Linked DNA regions of Anser cygnoides: region 1 is linked to region 2. Evidence: chromatin contacts called from public Hi-C data. All regions are on one chromosome and are shown on one strand. Each heading gives the region's core, a stretch centred on a gene start, on an enhancer-like site or on the middle of the called end of the contact. The rest is flanking DNA. Distances are from core to core; before and after follow the strand shown.

What was found. Hi-C and Micro-C count contacts between places; a contact is called where the count stands out from the background.
Region 1: a contact with region 2 is called in a Hi-C map of liver, with 2.4 times the contacts expected there. The contact joins two enhancer-like sites. A contact is called at or near these places in 2 of 7 Hi-C or Micro-C datasets (granulosa cells and liver).

What each region holds. Positions count from the first base shown.
Region 1 is chr3:61,927,846-61,931,803 of Taihu_goose_T2T_genome, reverse strand. It overlaps TBPL1 (TATA-box binding protein like 1), which reads left to right. Exons shown (of 7, transcript XM_066994258.1): 4 at 1,003-1,066; 5 at 2,758-2,861; 6 at 2,956-3,050. Among named protein-coding and RNA genes, the nearest start is that of TBPL1, 9.8 kb to the left of the region's middle. Within about 2 kb of position 2,698, at least 1 of the 3 cell types and tissues checked has open chromatin away from gene starts, as enhancers often do. A contact at or near this core is called in liver, where this site is marked.
Region 2 is chr3:61,464,816-61,468,636 of Taihu_goose_T2T_genome, reverse strand. It overlaps ALDH8A1 (aldehyde dehydrogenase 8 family member A1), which reads right to left. Exons shown (of 7, transcript XM_013175364.3): 1 at 3,820-3,821. Among named protein-coding and RNA genes, the nearest start is that of ALDH8A1, 4.5 kb to the right of the region's middle. Within about 2 kb of position 1,991, at least 2 of the 3 cell types and tissues checked have open chromatin away from gene starts, as enhancers often do. A contact at or near this core is called in liver, where this site is marked.

The DNA of each region.
Region 1 (3,958 bases), core at 1,449-3,948, 460 kb before region 2:
AGGCTGTGGAGTTTCCTTCTCTGGAGATATTCAAAACCCACCTGGATGTCATCCTGCGCAACGTGCGCTAGGTGACCCTGCTTGGCAGGGGGGTTGGACTAGATGGTCTCCAGACGTCCCTTCCAACCACAACCACCCTTGTGATTTGAAAACTCTGTAAGAATTACACTTTCTCTTTTTTTTTTTTTTTTTTAACCAGAACTTAAAACTTGGGAAGGGATGACCTTTTTTGAGGGATGTCTCTCTTATTACTACATGAAAACTCACCTAAATTTAATCAAGTTATACACTGTTGAGGGAATGGAAAGAGCAAATTCTTAGTTCAGATACACATGAATTTGCTAAACTGCTAATGGCTGAATTCCTGTAAGTTATGTCCACATTGTGGAGTAAGGGTAAGGCACAGTGGTAAATTTGCATGCTTTCTGTATATGATATCTGTCTCAAAATAGAAGGTGATTTGTCAGTGCTGACATTTAAATGATAGATTTTTTTTTTTTCCCTGAGGCCCTGCGCATAATTTAACTGTACACTGAGCTTTTTCCCTAAACTTTATTTGGTGCTTCATACTAGTATGAATGTTCATAAACATTGCTTTCTTCTCTAAACCTTCAGGGAAGCTAACAAGCCCATTGCAAAGGAGAACAGGATGAAAAGTAATCACCAGTTCAGGATGGCCAACTTCAGACTACCATATTTGTCTCTTAAGAGTATTTAATATCATATATGATCAAAATATGGCTCCCACTGCAGCTCCTACTGTCTTAAGCTAGAGCTGAGTGCCAAAATATTCTTCAAATAGGGTATAAAAGACTCTATTTGAATATCTAGACAGTGAAGATAGAATGTAATATGTACAGCTGGGTAAAATTAAGGCTGTCTATGTGGTCACAGTTCATGTGTTACATAGTGCTCAGGCTACAAAATGAACCATTTACTATAGTATGTGTGCACACGAGCATATGCTGTATTTTTGTTAATGCTAGATTCTTGTCTTTACAGTGAAGAAGAAGCTAAATTTGGTGCCAGACGATTAGCTCGTAGTCTACAGAAACTAGGTTTTCAGGTAATTCTAATGAAAAAGGAACTTGTGTTGCTTAAGCAATGATGGTACTCAATTTTTTAGAAAGAATAAAAAATGAGGAAGTGTAACTATTTAGCAATCATCATGTTTTCATTCAGATGCCCGTTTTGTAGCAGCGTACGTTTTCCAGATGCTGGTCAAAGAAATGTCTTATTTTGTGGATTTGAGTTTCATTTGGTGGCTCAGAGTTGTGCTTTTTCCCTCCCTAATAAACAACAAAACTTACTAAATGAGCCACCCACAAATGTTTCTTGGGTAGAAAAATACCTTGAAAGATTTATTTGGAAGAAGTGCTGAAGGGTGTAAACCAAACTGTCATTTAAACACAATTTTCCCGCATTTATGGTGGAATAACAAACACATGTCCCTCTCGTTTAGGGCAAGTTTGAACCTTGTTAATTGAGGGGGGGAAGTGCTGCTGTGCTGTGAGGTTGCACAGCTGGAAATAAGTTTTAAAAAGAAATAGGGTATGAAACGCCTCTTTTTGTGGGTTTGGGTCAACATTACCAGTCAGAAACACCACTTGAACTTTGTAGTAACAGTTTTGAATGGGAGTGCTAAAGTGTGTAATTTTAAAACTTTCTGACAGTCAGTTGTGCTGTTTACCCACAATTTAAATTTACCAGCAGACAATTACCAACAGGCACAGTTGCTGTCCTTTGGCAGGAAGAATCTAAATTTGATTATACTGCATAAAGGCAGCTGTGACAGGCTATCCCACTAATGTTGCGTTAGACCCAAACAAAAGTTAGGGAATTTTATTGCTAAGAATGTATGCATTAGACCCAGGCTCTTAAAGCTGGATTGAAGCATTGAATCACTGGGAGATGAACAGTGCCTCCAGGGTAGATGCGCCAAGTTTTATTATGAAGTGAGCAATTTAAGTGGAGTATGTTTTGAGGATTAAAATAATAGTTGACCTCTTATAAGGATTTGTTGCTTCCACTTGTATACTTTCCCAAAATGTTTTGGCTGAGAAATTTTCAGTTCTGGCTGTTTCAGAAAATGAACAAAATTTTCTTCAGTGACTTTGCACTTCTTAACAGTGCACTTGTTTGTTTTGGAGTTGCCTGTTGGCTCTTTTAATGTCATGTAAAATGGCTGTGGTCTGAGAATAACTGAAAGCCAATATTTTGAGGTAGGATTCAGAAAGTAAAAGACTGGAAAAATAGCTTGCCGTGCTGGACATTTGAAACAAAACAGTTTTTGTCTTTTATCTTATTCTTAGCTTTGATAAAAATGGTGTATAGCAGCAAGGCATTAAAGACACTTTTCCAAATTGCATAGGATTCATGTAAGAATTAAACTTTTTCTTTGTTAATTTTGATGTCCCATGAGCTACTTAATTTAGTTTGTTTTCAATTTGGTTGTGTTTTAGTATAACAATGAGTTATTCCTGTGTTTCATTCTCAAAGAAAATTGTACGATAACCACATAGTACAAATGTGAAATAATCTAGTTCAACGGCTACTGTACCATGGAAGGATAAAATAAGTGATTTGAGTCTATTAAGTACCTTTAGACTATTACAAATGCATCAATCACAAGGTTTTAGTTGTGAAATAACATTAAAATACTCAACTAGTATTCTTCTAATTTTTTTTTTCAACACATACATCTCTGCTTCTCTGAGCTGAATTTCTAATGACATTCTTTTCTTCTCTTTTGAAAAGGTAATTTTCACAGATTTTAAAGTTGTGAATGTTTTAGCAGTGTGCAACATGCCCTTTGAGATAAGATTGCCAGAATTTACGAAGAATAACAGACCTCATGCGAGGTATGGTAGAATTTTAAAGAATTGTAGTCTTGGTATATTTCTTAAGCTTTTCTGTTTCAGTTCCAGACCTCTAACCTGTTATTTTGTCTTCTAGTTACGAACCAGAACTTCATCCTGCCGTGTGCTACAGAATAAAAACTCTCAGAGCTACCTTACAGATTTTTTCAACAGGCAGTATCACAGTTACAGGTATTTTGATGTCATAAATAAATATTTAACTTGCTGGGAATATTTAACTTTAGGGCTAGTCAGTTTAGGAAAAGAAGATATTCAAAACAGTCAAAAGATATGCCAAAGGGATCTTGTTTCCCAGTGCTTGTACCTAGTTTACTTTTGAGTGAAATGGCCAGACAAGTTAGAGGAAGAGTTATTACTGGTAGACTTAAAAATTACTTTTAGTGGACATGGTCAGTTTTTTGTTGTTTGTTTTTTTTTTTTAATAAAACAGAAGTGAGATAGAATTTGAGAATGCAGGTATTGTTATTTAAATGTTTTACTTTTTCCCCTTTTTTTAATCTTCATAATGATGTAGACTGCACTGCATGTAGCATCAACAGCACTTTCATAAATGCATATTTCCAAGCTTGAGATCTATGGAAACATGTGAGATGGCATAGTATTTTGTCATAACTGAAATTGACCAATATTTGCAATTTTTCAGACTTATGCTCGCTTCTGTTAAAGCTCATTTGGGGGGAGAACCACTACTTGGGTTATAGGAATTAGTGACCTTTCTCAAGTAATCAGAGGCATGATTGTTTTGGGTCTTAGAGATGCTACTGCCATTTTTTCTTCCTTCTCTCTCTAATTTTCATTTTCCATTCTTTGCTGTATTTACTTGTGCAGTGTACACCACAGATGTGAAAAGTCAGATGTGAGGAATACCTATTATATTTCCTGGTTCTGTACTATTATCATTTGTTATCACGTCAGCTGGTCTTGTGGCTGGTAGAGCTCAACTACTGGTATTATATATCCCTACACTGCTCACGTGCAGGGGTATTTATTTTTACATCTTATTTTTTTTTAACAAATACCTAAGCTTTATGGGGAATACTTACATCAGGATTTTCCATTTTTAAGAAGACAAACTGTAT
Region 2 (3,821 bases), core at 742-3,241:
TCAGAGAAAAAAATTATTCTTACCTGATCACAGCTGGAAACTCAATAGTGTCCCCACATTAGAAAGGAGCACTATTTATTATTACATTTTTAAACTCTTCTGTTTTAGTTATTTCTCTCATTAAATACCTAGTGAAGTCTACAGATGTGAAGAAAAAAAAATAATAATCACTATATGCATGTATGTTGATGCTAGACATAAGCTAGCTAAGACTACCAAAAAGGACCAGTGACTTACTGTGTGAGGTCAAAACTGTGATTTGCAGTACTGGAAATGTGAAATGTCTTCTTCCCTTCTCTCTTCCCATTACCCATTCTAAATTTGCTCCCCCAGCTGACTTAACACATTTATAACTGACATGTATTTCTGTCTGCTTATCCTCTGAAATTTGGGAAGAGTACAGAAGGTTCACTGACTCAGCCTTAAGCACGGGGAGCAAGAGCTTTGTGCACAAAGTTAGTTTGCTGTTAGCTTGCTGTCGCCTAGGAGCAGTTCGCTGCTGCTGAGGTGTTTTGGCTGGCAGCAGGCCTGAGCTTCACGTCCCACTGCCCTTCTGTGATGCTGCTCTGCAGCACGGCTGGAGGAGGCACAGCACAAACACATTCACAATAGGTCTCCCTCCAACCCTGATGGAGCAGCAGTACTAAACACCAGCCAGCCAGGCTGGCAGCAAACTCGTGTGGCTTTTTTGCTGTTGTTTTTTAAATCAGTTGAAAGCAGAAATGCTGAGGCACTAACGAGCCTACTCCTTTTCTTACCCCTGCCATCAGAGTTGTTCCAAACAGCGTTCATCAATATGGTGATACGCACTTGATAAAAAAAAAAAAAAAAAAAAAAACACAAAAAAACACACACAAAAACAAACAAACAAACAAACAAAACAAACAAAAAAAACCACTGTATTTATATTTAAATATAAAACAATAGTGGCTGTTTTGCTGGTGTTTTTCCTGAGATGTACATAGTTTCTGCATGGTCCTTCAGCCTGACTTTTCTGAATACTGGCAGGATACCAGCACTTTTCTAAAGCAAAACAGGCTTCAAACCATTAAAATTCAACAGAAAGCTCTCTCCCCCATCAATCTTTTTCTCTGGGCACTTAAAGTAGTTACCTGGGTCTATTGATTTATAAGTGGGTCCATCCGGATGCTGTTTACCAGTCTCCCAGATTGCTAAAATGGCTACCAACAGCCTTCCATATTTTAATTAAATGCACTATTTCATATTTTTTGATTATATATCACTTAATTGCTTCTACTGCCTAACATATGCATCAAGGTGGGCTTTTTGCCAAAGCTTAGTTGATTTCCCATAATTTTTGCTCAAAAATTTCTTCAGCTTTGTGTAACCTAACCAAGTACTTAACCAGGAGGATGTCGATGTAATATAAATTAGATGATTCTGGCCTCTGCTGATGTTGTCACAGCATTGGACATGAACAGGAGAAAATATAGTCTTCCTCAAAATAAGAGACAGTGTTTGAGGGACAGGATGTTCGTGGTCTGGAGGCCAGACTGGGAGATAAACCAGCTCAGACAAGGTCATTCAGATCATTGGCTAAGCCCACAAACCCAGACTCTACCCTTTCGATTGTAGTTCAACCACCAAGCTTCTGGAGTACAGCCAAAGCAGGCCTGGGAAAGGGGAACTGCAGCTTCTGGAGTGAGTCAGGTGTGGAAGGCAGGCTACCCTGAAAAGGTTCATCCTCTGTGAAACGATACCACCTTCACTAATTAACTTGTTCTTCCACCCTCCTGTCATTAGGTGCCATTGTGGTGCTGCTTCTCATCTGTCCTCTCCTCTGCTGTCTTTTCCACCTGGTGCTGCAATGCTCCAAGAGAGGGCTGATGTGAAAGGAAGACTATCTGCATTTTTAACCCTCCAGCAAGTTTAAAAGGAAGAAGTCACATTTTCATGGACAGCAGAAGATAAAATTAGCTAAGGAAGGAATGAAGTGACAATAGACTAGTCTAAAAAAGCAACAGAGAAAAAAAAAAAGAAAAAAAGTCTCATACAGAAGTAGTAAGAGGGAGCACAGATTAAGCAGTTACCTAGTTTGACTAGCAAAAAGAAGTGAAGAAAGTCAAGCCATAACGAAGACACGCATAAGAATTCAGCTATGAACTTGTGTCTGAAACACTTCCTTCTGCTTTCCTCTCCTGCACAAGAAAGGGGCAGAAAGAACACACTTTAAAGCTATCATAAAAGGTTCACATCAAAATACCCAAAGCCGCCCTGGGGAGGACATTATGCATGCTTTCCCTATGGGAAGATGCATAGGAGCAAGATTCTTTAAAGAGAGATTTTTTTTTTTTTAGACATTTTTCCTAGGCCTAATTAGCAATCATCACCCTGTCTTTTGGAGATAAAGGGCATCTGTTCAGCCTGCATCGTGGTTTTGGCAGAAACCAGCTAACCTGGCCCCTGCAGCTGACCTGGTGTTGAATACCATGGCCAGCAATGGGTTTCCCCTCTGTCTCCATTCTCTGTCCTAACTTTCCACTAAAACCAACCAGAAAATCTCCAACAAGATATTGAGCCTTGCGAGAGAAACACAAATTCTTCATTGAACCTGGACTTAGATGCTTATTTTGAAATCTCTAGGTATCCTCTAAGCAGTCTGTGATTGCACTTTCTCCTCCAGCACATTCCACTAGTCACCAGCGGAAGCCAGCTCTGCAAAGCCCGATCTTTTTATATAGCTGTCTAACAGCAGGAGTAAAGCACTTGCTGACTTTACAGGACCCAAACACTATGCACAATCCCCAAGCTGAAAGAGAAACACCATTGTTCTTCACATATATTTGAACTACAGCTCCAGCATGGCCAGTAGCCTAGTTTTGTTAAGTTGCTCTGGCATTCTCACATCTCTCTTGTTTTTATGATTCTGCAAACAGGAAGATTTGCACCTGCACATCAAAGAGAAGTCTTTTCAGGCATAGTTAAAGGTTAGAGTGAACTTACACAGATGTATTCTAGCAAACCCAACCTGTTACACTTTAACCCTTGGTCATCAGCATCTAGCAAATATTTACTCAATTGAAATTACAGTGCAAAGGTTTCTGCTGAAAGAAGCAAGATGTCAACAGGGCTGAAATGCAAGTGGAAGGAACAGTACACACAGTAGCAGTTTGTTTTTTAAAAAAATAAATGTTTTGAAAATGAAAATGCAGTACACTACTAGTGACTGTTTTCCAAGCCTTCGAGCCTTTTGTATTATGTTATCTTTTCCGGTTGTTTCTCTCCATCTCAAACCTGAAGCAATATGGTAGACACTTCTAGGTCCCTTATAAAGCAGCAGCAATGACACTGCGGCTCTCCCGATGAACGTTATGTTACCCTTCTACACTAGAATACATTCAAGGTACCCAGAGACATTCATCCCACCAGAGAGCACAGGTCTAGGAAGCATTATGTTGATGCAGAGGACAGACTGCTTCATAAGGAAATGTACACTCGCTGCAGCTTTTTTTTTTTTTTTATGACACCTCAGGGGAAGAGCCAGAATGTCAAAATCCTTTTAAATGACAACTGCAAACGATCAAGACACAAATGTAGAACCCTGTATACAGTGCCTCTAAGTTTGTTTACATTGGCTTAGGTTCTAGCCTGTAATTTTTTAATAGCAAAATGAAAAAAAAAAAAAAAGTATTTGCTGCCACAGCAATAAATTACACTGTTACAACACAATCAAGAACTTACTCATTTAAACCTTAAAGTCTTCAGCATTTATTTTTTTGATCTCTCACCTTCCAACTTCTCCCACTCACGATACGCATTTAACATTTCTACCTCTCTGTGCCCTTGGATAGTACTCACCT